Regions from separate parts of the Mus musculus genome. Here region 2 is linked to region 1. Evidence: chromatin contacts called from public HiChIP or PLAC-seq data. All regions are on one chromosome and are shown on one strand. The core of a region is the stretch at or near the end of the contact, and the rest is flanking DNA. Distances in the headings are between cores, read along the strand shown.

Region 1 (5,762 bases), core at 1,226-3,725:
CATCCAAGAGTCCATTGGCATCTTGGCCATTTTCCACTGAGAACAATGAGTAGTCAGGGTCAGGCCTTGAAAGACTTTGTGAACAAGAACAGCAAACGAGAGAAAACTGGTTGTCAAAGGCATGGCAGGCCCAGAACCACGCCTGGCTGTATTCTTACGATTTCTTTTTTTCTTTTTTCTTTTTCTTTAGAAGTGGAGGGTGAGGGTAAGAATTCTCCTCTGAGACTCTTTGGGTTAGTTATGCCTGTTAACTGAAGCAGCATTTCTTTGGCGTAGAAGCAACTTACACTGTAAAAATAAGGCTCTGTTTACTCTTGCCATGCTTGTAAGATGCCCTGGATTGCGTCCCCAACACTGGAAAAACAAAAACAAAAAACCTAACTAAGTGAATAAATGACATCATAAAAGCATCATTTTAAAGGTCCCAAATCCATGACCATGGCGCATGAATTTATATACTTATACTGTTTAGCCACCGCCATTTATTACTATTATTAGTTATTAATTAATCACCTGGTTTTCAGACAAGGTTTCTCTCAGTATCCTTGGCTGTCCTGGAATTCAGTCCGTTAGACCGGACTCTCTCTCTCTGCATCTCTAGTGCTGCTATAAGAGATGTTTATCACTATACTGGGCCTCATCTTTAGTTTTAAAAAAATGTCATTATCCTCACCCCAAAAGGAAACACTATTCCCATTCGAATGACTCCTCATGACCCTCCCACTGTATCAACAACCAATATGCTGCCTATGAATCGGTTGTTGTTTATGTCGGAGAAATAGCCATACTGTGTGTGTCTGGTAGCCTCCCTGCATGACATTCTGTGTGTCTCTTTGTAACAGGTCCCCCACCGCCCCCCCCCCCCAACCTGGTCCTTAGTTGGCTCCCAAATCTTAACACAACTAACATGGTGAAGTGATAGAAGTACTATTCAGGTCATGGAACCCAGCACATAGGCAGCACCACCCGCCAAAATGAAAACAAAGATCTAATTCATCAAAGGCCATAGCTCTGGGAAGTCTGTAAATGTACTAGCCTTGCTTTTTGGCTTCTGTAGTTCCCCTTCTGGCTAACTGTTCTTGCTAAATGTGTCAAACAAAGACATGTTTTGTATTGTGTGTGTGTGTGTGTGTGTGTGTGTGTGTGTGTGTGCTTAAAAGCTTGCCCTGAGAGAGCTGAAGAGATGGAACAGCAGTTCAGAGCATTGACCGCTTTGCCCAAGGTTCTAAGTTCAATTCCCAGCAACCACATGGTGGCTCACAGTCATCTGTAATGGGATCCGATGCCCTCTTCTGGTGTGTCTGAAGACAGCTACAGTGTACTCATATTAAAAAAAAAAAATACAAAAAAAATGCCATAAGCCGGGCGTAGTGGCGCACGCCTTTAATCCCAGCACTTGGGAGGCAGAGGCAGGCAGATTTCTGAGTTCGAGGCCAGCCTGGTCTACAGAGTGAGTTCCAGGACAGCCAGGGCTACACAGAGAAACCCTGTCTCGAAAAACCAAAAAAATAAATAAATAAATAAATAAAATAATAATAATAATAATAATAATTAAAAACAAACATCTCACCCCGAGAAAGGCTCAAGTCTGTAAGTACCAGCCAGCTAATAGACTTTCTACTGGCTTAAATCTGTGTCTAAGTCATTTCTTTGATTTATCTTCTTTGATCGATTCCTAACATTTTCACACTGGCACAAATCAGTTTTTAACTCCTCATTATGATTAACAGTCCATTGTATTTATGGGGAGCAGTTGAGTTGTCCCCCCCTTTCGGCTTCTATGAATAGTATGCTCTGCACATTTGTGTGTGTATATTCTAGCATTTGCTCTCTGTCGATTTGTGTACACAGGAATGGGATTTCTTCTGTAATAATTCTGTTTAACTTTTTTTTTTTTTGAGTAAACAGTTTTCAACAGCAGTAATGGACAGTGTCACCCACCCTTCACCATAACATTTCTCCTTTTTTTTTTCTTTTTTCTTTCTGCTTTCGGGGAAGGCCAGACCCCATGGAGTAAAGTAGAAGCTCTGCTTCCAGTAGCAAGATTGCTTTAGCCAAAGCCTCAAACCGTGCCTCCAACCTCGCCATTTCCAGGAGCAGGCAGTGTGGCTACCTCCCTGGATCACTAACGCACCTCCCACCCCACTGCGGCCAAACACACATACACAGCCCTGTGACATCATAAATTACTGTCCTGGTGACCGTACATGGAGCCCTACCAAACTCCAACTCAGGTTAAGCTGAGTGCCTGAAATAGAAGCAACATGCAACGCTCTTCCTCCAGTCCTGGCCCTCTGCCAGTGCCTGCCCGGGAGAGGTCCAGCTAGGGTGAGGAAAAGCAAGGGTCAGGCGTGCGGGCCCCTCCCGGGGTTACTCTGGGTTAGCATTGGCCCCAGATTCACTCGCGTTCACCAGGCCCAAAGCGCCTGACCCCTCGCAGCCAATCAGCGGCCTCACCGGGCTCTGCACGCATCGCTCCAATCAGGATGCGCTGCTCCTGAAGCTAGCCGGTGTACCTTGCAGTCACAGATGGAGGCTAGCCCAGTCCCTGACCTCACAACCCCCCCCCCCCCCCCCGCCTCCGCTCCCCGGACCTTGAATGTGGGCTCTGGTCGCCAGCTTTCGCCAAGGAAGGGGGTGGGGGTGTGTGCTGGCAAAGCAGCGCACGTTTTTTTTTGTTTTTTTGTTTTGTTTTTTTCCATCTACGTAGTGCAAACGCTTATGGAGGAGGAGGCAGAGCTAGGACTTAGCAAAACAGACCTCAGATTGGGTCATGGTGTAGAGGAGAGCACTCCGAAAAGCACAGCATTAATGTGATCAGGAACTTTCCAGGCTGATGTCAGCAGGCATGAAGGGGCGTGGAGTGGGCAGTGGGAGGAGAAAATGCAGGGGAGGCGGTGAGAGTCTGGAAATCTCGATATTTAAGAAACTTACTGTGATAGCAGAGGGGACCACAGGGGCTGGAAGCCTTATTCCAGGCTTTGAAAAGACTCCGATGGGGGCATGGGGAAGGAAAAGGAAGGACACATCTGAAAAGTATTTTTGGAGCAGAGTAGACATTCAGATGCTGGAATGGTGAAGTGGATGCAGGGTGGGAGGGGCACCCATGACAGGCTTTTAGCTCGAGTCGCTCTGCAGGGGCAGCCTCTGCACCAACTTAAAATAAGAAGCTTGAAACAAAGCAGGCTTGGACTGGGAGCGGGAAGTTAGTATTTAACACGGGAGTGGGAGTTGTACAAAGTTTGCTGGGATTAAAGGCAGTAATCACCACACATAATCTTAACGTGCCCTTAAATGTGGCTTGCAAGAATTGCATTGAGAATTTTTTTTTTCTGTCTCCATGTTCATCAGGGGAAAAAACGGCTGACAATTTTCTTTTTTAAAAATGTGTGTGCTCTGAACCAGTTTTTATATCAAGGTAATGCAGACTTGGCAGGGTGAACTTGGTAGTGTTCTGTATACCATATGAAACAGTTTAAGGAGCTTGGTTATTACCTCTTCCTTAAAGATTTGATAAAACTCGGCAACGAGTCAGTCTGGTGCTACATTTTGACTTTTGGGGAAACTTTTGGTTACTGTCTCAGTCTTGTTGACTTTTTAAAAAAATGATTTTAGAGCTTTATTATAGAAAGACAGGGGGAAAGAGAGAAGGTAGAAAAGAGAGAGAAGAAAGGCTAGAGAATAAAGAGGGAGAGAGAGGAGAGGAGAAGACAAAAAGAGAGAGGAGTGAGGAGTAAGAGCCGTCTTGTTGATTGTTATGAATCCATTTTAATCGTTTATGTCCTTTTGGCTTGATTTTGTGAGTCCTCTATGACTAGGAGTTTATTTATTTCTTCAATGCCTGCTAATGTATTGCCAATGATCATGGAACTGAAGATGGTTAAAAACTACTTTAGAATGTTAGGAAGTGAAGCTAGTGCACACCTTTCATTCCAGCACTCGGGAGGCTGAGCAAGGTGGAGTTCTGAGTTCGAGGCCAGCCTGGTCTACAGAGCGAGTAAAATAAATAAAAAAGACTGTTAGGAAGTTAAAAGCTATTTAAGGAGCACGTGGGAAGAATGAGTGAATGGGATGAAGACAGTGGGTAGAGAAAGGGAAAGACTAGAGAGACAATGGATGAAAGAAGGAGAAAGAAGAGGAGGGAGAGGCTGTTGAGGGAAAAGAGCAGGAGACTGGGGAAAAAATAAAGAGAAAGAACAAACACAAAGACGACCCAACAGTATAAAAAGGTGTTGCCCTTTAAAGATTTAATTCACATTAATTTTACGTATATGGATGCTTTGCCTGCGTGTATGTCTGTACCTGGTGCTCAAAGAGGCAGAAGAAGCTGTCAGATCATCTGGAATTGGAGTTACAGATGGTTGTGAACTGCCATGTGGGCACTGGGGATCAAACCCTCTACAAAAGAAACAAGTGCTCTTAACAGCTGAGCTATCTCCCTGGCCCCTAAAAGAAGCGTGGGTGGGGGTGGGTGGGTGGGGCATGAAGTAGATAAATGTCAAAGGGGGGAATAAGACTTAAAAACAAAAACCCAGGGGCTGGAGAGATGGCTCACTGGTTAAGGGCACTGACTGCTCTTCCAGAGATCCTGAGTTCAATTCCCAGCAACCACATGGTAGCTCCCAACCATCTGTAATGGGATCTGATGTCCTCTTCTGGTGTGGATACAAACCACAGCAGTGAGAACGGTGCCTGCCTTTGTGCCTTCCAGACCTCCTGCATACTGACCACCCTGATGGAAGGGTGCAGCTGTAAGTGTCATGCACACTCCTTGAACTTTTGGCTTCTGTGGCAGTTAGCGGCAGAGGATTGACTCCAGAGAGGCAGAGGATCAACTCCAGAGACTTACCCACCCGCTGGCCTCAAGCTCAGAGCTATTAAGCTCCAGGGTCATTCTATGTGGCAGAGAACTGCGTCCAGCCACCCATCCTTTCTCTATGTAATTTGAGCTTAGTTTCCTCTGGCCCCCTTGCTTCTGCACAACTGCCTCATGTTCCTGTGGCAGGCCAAACATTGAGGTCCCCTGAGCTGTGGGGGACTCCTGATCTCAAGACTCTAGAGTAGCTCGGTTTCAAATAAATTACCCATTAAAATGATGCCTGATGCTCCTATCTAGTTCATATGTGCTGAGAGAGAGAGAGAGAGGGAAGGGGAGGGGGAGGGGGAGGGGGAGGGGGAGGGGGAGGGGGAGGGGGAGGGAGAGGGGGAGGGGGAGGGGGAGGGGGAGGGGGAGGGGGAGGGAGAGGGAGGGGAAGAGGGAGAGAATGGGATTACTCTTTACCTGACTGAGAGAGGAGTCCACAGCTGGATTGGAGGCCTGAGAGAGCTGTGGGTTTGTCTTGGGGGTAGAACTGCCGGCCTCTCCTTGTCAGGGCCATCTGGTTTACCTTTTGAAGGCTACTTCCGTTTTTCAGCCCACTGCTGGGGAACCTGTGCACTTGAGGTGTGTCTGACTCGCTGGTGCGCTCCCTTTTCTTCTCTGATATCCTTCCTGGATGTCTGGTTTTGGTTTTTTTTTTTTTTTTTTTCGAGACAGGGTTTCTTTGTATAGCCCTGGCTGTCCTGGAGCTCACTTTGTAGACCAAGCTGGCCTCGAATTCAGAAATCTGCCTGCCTCTGCTTCCTGAGTGCTGGGATTAAAGGCGTGCACCACCACTCCCGGCTCTTCCTGGATGTCTGAAGCACCCCCCTCCCCCTTCTTTGGAATAGCATCTATTGCCAAAGATCAGCCTAGGCTTGGAGAGGGGTTCTGAGGAAAGTGT
Region 2 (5,610 bases), core at 1,845-4,344, 89 kb before region 1:
ATTATTCACTGACTCATGGGCTGTAGCCAATGGATTGGCTGGATGGTCAGGGACTTGGAAAGATCACAATTGGAAAATTGGTGAGAAAGACATCTGGGGAAGAAGTATGTGGATAGATCTCTCCAAATGGGCAAAGGATGTGAAGATATTTGTGTCCCATGTAAATGCTCACCAAAAGGTGACTTCAGCCGAGGAGGAGTTCAATAATCAAGTGGATAAGATGACCCGTTCTGTGGACAGTCAGCCTCTCTCCCCAGCCATCCCTGTCATTGCTCAATGGGCACATGAACAAAGTGGACATGGTGGTCGAGATGGAGGTTATGCTTGGGCTCAGCAACACGGGCTTCCACTCACCAAAGCTGACCTGGCTACTGCTGCTGCTGATTGCCAGATCTGCCAACAGCAGAAACCAACACTGAGTCCCAGATATGGCACCATTCCTCGGGGTGACCAGCCAGCAACCTGGTGGCAGGTTGACTACATTGGACCACTTCCTTCATGGAAAGGACAGCGTTTTGTTCTTACTGGAGTAGATACTTATTCTGGTTATGGATTTGCCTTTCCTGCACGTAATGCCTCTGCTAAAACCACCATTCACGGACTGACAGAATGCCTCATCTATCGTCATGGTATTCCACACAGTATTGCTTCTGACCAAGGAACTCATTTCACAGCCAGAGAAGTACGACAGTGGGCCCACGATCATGGAATTCACTGGTCTTACCACGTTCCCCACCATCCTGAAGCAGCTGGTCTGATAGAAAGATGGAATGGCCTTTTGAAGACGCAGTTACAGCGCCAATTAGGTGGTAACAGCTTGGAAGGCTGGGGTAGAGTTCTTCAGAAGGCAGTATATGCTTTGAATCAGCGCTCGATATATGGTACAGTTTCACCTATAGCCAGGATTCATGGGTCCAGGAATCAAGGGGTGGAAAACGGAATAGTTCCACTTACTATCACTCCTAGTGACCCTCTAGGAAAATTTTTGCTTCCTGTCCCCATAACTCTAGGTTCTGCTGGCCTAGAAGTTTTGGCTCCAGAGAGGGGAATGCTCCTACCAGGAGCTACAACAAACATTCCATTGAACTGGAAGCTCAGACTTCCCCCTGGTCATTTTGGGCTTCTAATGCCCTTAAACCAACAGGCTAAAAAAGGAATAACAGTGTTAGGAGGGGTGATAGATCCAGATTACCATGGGGAAATTGGATTACCTCTTCACAATGGTGGTAAGCAAGATTATGTCTGGAGTGTAGGAGATCCCTTAGGGCGTCTCTTAGTACTACCATGTCCTGTGATTAAAGTCAATGGGAAACTACAACAGCCTAATCCAAGCAGGATGACAAAGGACGCAGACCCATCAGGAATGAAGGTATGGGTCAATCCTCCAGGAAAAGAGCCAAGACCTGCTGAGGTGCTGGCTGAAGGAGAAGGAAATACAGAATGGGTAGTAGAGGAAGGTAGTTATAAATACCAATTAAGGCCACGTAACCAGTTGCAGAAACGAGGATTATAAAGTAATATGAATGCCCATTGTAAATTTACAAATGCGTTTGCGATTGTACGAGGAATAGTTATATCATGTTAGGCGTATTTACAACCTTGTTATTGTTTCATGTGAACATGAGATATTATTTGTGTCAAGTTGACAAGGGGTGGATTGTAGTGGCTATTCCTGGTTGTCAACTTGACAATATTTGGAATGAATTACAATCCGGAATTGGAAGGCTCACCAGTGACCCTTATCTGGAGGCTTGGAGATCCTTATCTGGATCTTGGTTTGAAGATCTTGAGCCACAGTGGCTATGAATTCCAGAAGATTGAATCTCCGAGTTTAAGGAACACACCTTTAATCTGGGCTACGCCTTTCATCTGGGATTAAAGGTGTGGTGGAACACACCTTTAATCTGGGCTCCACCTTCTGCTGGAGACAATATAAGGACATTGGAAGAAGGGAGTCTAGCTCGAGCCCTTGCTCCTTCGCCTGCTTGCTGCGTGAGACTGAGTAACTGCTAGATCCTTGGACTTCCATTCACAGCTGCGACTGAACAATTGTTGGGAATTGGGCTGCCGACTGTAAGTCATCAATAAATTCCTTTACTATCTAGAGACTATCCATAAGTTCTGTGACTCTAGAGAACCCTGACTAATACAACCTTCGTGACCAAAGCAATTGGCAGAATAAGATCATGACTCCATGTCACGAGGACTGTCACTCCAGCACCCCTGTTAAGATAGCATTGTCTGTACTCTGGAGCCAATGCGCCTTGGTGATCTGCAGTGTGGAGCAGATTCGGACACTTTTCTTGGTACTCTGGCTCTGCTTTAAGCCTTCCTTCCCTTTCCTCCTGTGACGTCAGGGTTTGCCCTCCACTGGCTTCTCTGTCCAGGTACAGTTAGATCCTCTTCATGGGAAGACCCCAGTCACCACTGAGTCAGAGGCTGCAAACCATCTGAGGCCTCATCCCAGTTCAGAAGGATACGGTCAGCCCTTCCCTAGGGCAGACACCATCTCTATGGTTGTCCTGAGGTCCTATAGAAGGACCAGATGACACACAGGAGGCAGAAGAGAGGAGGAAAGAGACCACTTAGAAAACCGTTAACTCTTGATACAGAGGGACACATAGCAGTTTGTGCAATGTTTGGTATCTCCAATCTCAGCTAAGTTCTGTAGCCGCAGAGGTTCTATGGTTTCCAGATGGCCTTTAGGTACTAACAAGGCCTCAGTCCCACCTCCTAGTTCTACCAATCTGAGCAACAGATGGGTACACCCAGTGTCCACTCCGCATTAGAGAGACTGATCTTGTAGGCTTTGAGTTGGAGTGCTGCATTCCTATGAAATGTATGATACAGCTGAGACTGGATCAGTGCTCGGACCCTGCATGAACACTTAGCTTTTAACTTCATCAACATACTTACCAGGATAGTAAATAGCTAGAGACTGTTGGTGTTCAGACATCGCCACACAAACGGCGTGAACACTGATCTCAGTTAACTACTCAGAATAGTTATTGACTGCACTTTAATACTGGTCAGATCAGGAACAGAGCCCAGAATTATCAGAACTATGACAACAGATATCTTTTCCTGTCAGCTCACAAAGGATAAAACCACAAAAGCCACAGTGAGTTCACACACAGGAAGTACTGCCGGGTGGTCAGCTCTGACTCAAGTGATTTCAGACATAACAGTTCAAATTGTCCTTTGATTTGATGGGTCCTACACAAAGCTTTGTGGAATTTCTTAAGATTAGCAAAACTCATACCGCACATTCAGAACATACAGAACAAAACAGTATGTGGTCAGTATGTCCTTGAGCCAAGTCACTTCTGTGTATCTGGCAGGCATGTTACAGCAACAATATGAAATAGCTGACAGGCATGGTACAAAATGGCTACAGCTATGCTTGGAGGGGGAGGTGTCAAACCATAGCATTCCACCCTTTTTTGAGCTGTCCCAATGAGTCAAATCATTGACTCAAAATTTTTCTTTTCTGATGCTGGGCGTGGTGGCGCATGCCTTTAATCCCAGCACTTGGGAGGCAGAGGCAGGCAAATTTCTGAGTTTGAGGTCAGCCTGGTCTACAGAGTGAGTTCTAGGACAGTCAGGGCTACACAGAGAAACCCTGTCTCAGAAAAAAAAATTCTTTTCTGAGGCCAGGAGGACAAACTTTTATATCAGTCTTTGTTGGCTTAAATGTTTGACATTTTGATCTCCCTTCATAAGTGTTGCTTCTCTCATGCTGGTAGGTCTTGCTATGCTCATGCTTTTTAGGAAAGGCATTATTAGTGTTGGCACTGCCCTGGCCATCTGGGAATGGTGTAGAAGTCCCAGGTGTCCCTAACCTCCTTCTCCAGGATAATACTGTACCAGAGGCTACAGATGTACAAGTATGCAAAATTCAGAAGTTTCAGTGATGCTAAAGGGACTGATACAGGGGGTCAGTGCCAAGGCACAAGCAAACCAAGTGCCTTTTGGCGGTACTAAAGAGTAAGGGGAAACTCCTGCATTAGCATCTGTACATTATTACGGTGTTGCAGGTACTGAGACCGATATCTTATATAAGCAGAGAGACCTTGTCCTTTCTAGGACAGGGAGAGGGCATTAACATTCTCTTGGAACCACTGATGTCTAAGACCCTGTTCCTAGTGACCTGGACTCTCTGGATGGTGAATATCATCCCAGGGTCATTACCAGATGCATAAAGGAGGAGCCCCCAAATCTACCCTGTATCTCATAAATCATTTGTATCATTTTTATCTTAATTTGAGTGGGGTTGGTCTTCCCAAGTTTTCTAGACTGACTCAACCTTCTGTGGCTGAATATACTTATCTTTATCAGTTACCCAGGAAGCTAATGCTTTATCGCCCCACATATCACAAAAGCACACACCATGTCCCCTGCAAGTCAGGGTCTTCAACTGAGGGGCAGGCATATACCTGAAGGGTGGCCAAAGTATTTTCCATATTCTGGATCCTATATCCAAAGACCTAGAGAATGAGGGAACATATATGTTTGTGGCCTTTGGGCACCTGTTCCATTTTGGCCCAAACAATTTACATACGTCAAACGTGAGGGCGGGGGGAACCATAAGCAATGTTATTTAGGCTTCCGTCCGTAGTTCTAATCGATGTTCATGTGTGTTGTACTGGAGCATGTCCCTCAGCAGCCCAAGGCAACATGAAATAGAAAGCAAACCTCTGGAATCTTTTATCTGTCTGATTTTTAACGGGTTCTGTGGGTGTTGTCTAACAACCCATTGCTGGGATCCAGATGTTTTGGGGAAGGGGGTGGTGAACTTCAGAAGAGAGCGATTAATCCAGGATTGGATCCCATCTATTTTCGTGGCCATGGGGTGGTCAGGATGACAAAGTGGAGTCCTTTTCTGAGTGGGCCTGGGGGAGTTCCTGTTTGACTCAGCATTTCAGCCAGTAAGGTGGGATAATGGACAGATGTCATATCTTCCTTCTGTAACTGCTTACTGTTGACATTAGGACCTTGTCCAAGGGGCCCAGGAAGGCTAGGCAATGGGGCGTTTCTTAGAAGCATTTACTTAGCTTTATCCAGATGAAAGACGAGGAGCCATCACATCAGTTGGACTGGTTAACATCAGCTTTTAGCAAGTCCGGAGTTCAGCAGCTCCACAGGTGATCACTGGATGGAGTCTGTTAGCCAGGTGAAAAACCTGCTGACACAAATATGGAGTAGGAACGGAAATCAGAATCGTCTAGTAATTGGGAGAGGTAAGGAATTCCAAGACCAAGGGAAAAGCTCATTTTCAAGAACAGGCAGGTACACTTATCTGGAGTCCATTTGGTCTGTGGCAGGTGGGTCCAAGTCTTAGCATTCTTGATTCCCTGAAGCTTATATGAACTTTAGTTTACAAAAGGATGGACATTAGTATTTACCATTGTACTGAAATCCATATTTTAGGGAAAAAAGTAGTGTCTGTTAGACAGCTGGAATAGACTGATGCCTTTGAGACCTTGTAATTGCTGTAGGTTTGCATTAGAAGGCACAGACCATTCTCTCCTCTGTCCAAAGGACCCGGTGTGCAGGCTGGACAGAGATGTTTTTAGCATGATGGGAAGCATCTTTAAGCATATACTCAGA

What was found. HiChIP or PLAC-seq counts read pairs in DNA pulled down with a chosen protein or histone mark.
Region 2: a contact with region 1 is called in an HNF4G HiChIP or PLAC-seq map of pancreatic cancer cells. The contact joins two enhancer-like sites. A contact is called at or near these places in 11 of 39 promoter capture datasets (the C10 cell line, the HPC-7 cell line, the SN4741 cell line and 7 more), 1 of 15 datasets of contacts at CTCF or cohesin (the NIH/3T3 cell line), 12 of 484 Hi-C or Micro-C datasets (B cells, the C10 cell line, the G1E-ER4 cell line and 9 more), 14 of 115 datasets of contacts at active chromatin or transcription factors (bone marrow-derived macrophages, embryonic basal ganglia, embryonic fibroblasts and 7 more) and 3 of 9 other capture datasets (adipose tissue, liver and pancreatic islet).

Annotation. Positions count from the first base shown.
Region 1 is chr19:44,312,221-44,317,982 of GRCm38.p6, forward strand. No RefSeq gene overlaps it. Among named protein-coding and RNA genes, the nearest start is that of Mir5114, 12 kb to the left of the region's middle. Within about 2 kb of position 2,476, at least 328 of the 459 cell types and tissues checked have an H3K27ac peak or open chromatin away from gene starts, as enhancers often do. A contact at or near this core is called in the G1E-ER4 cell line, the HL-1 cell line, the NIH/3T3 cell line and 3 more, where this site is marked.
Region 2 is chr19:44,222,792-44,228,401 of GRCm38.p6, forward strand. The region is part of intron 2 of Scd3 (stearoyl-coenzyme A desaturase 3); the gene reads left to right. It also overlaps a transcript of Pkd2l1 not described here. Among named protein-coding and RNA genes, the nearest start is that of Scd3, 22 kb to the left of the region's middle. Within about 2 kb of position 3,095, at least 39 of the 459 cell types and tissues checked have an H3K27ac peak or open chromatin away from gene starts, as enhancers often do. A contact at or near this core is called in the G1E-ER4 cell line, the HL-1 cell line, the NIH/3T3 cell line and 3 more, where this site is marked.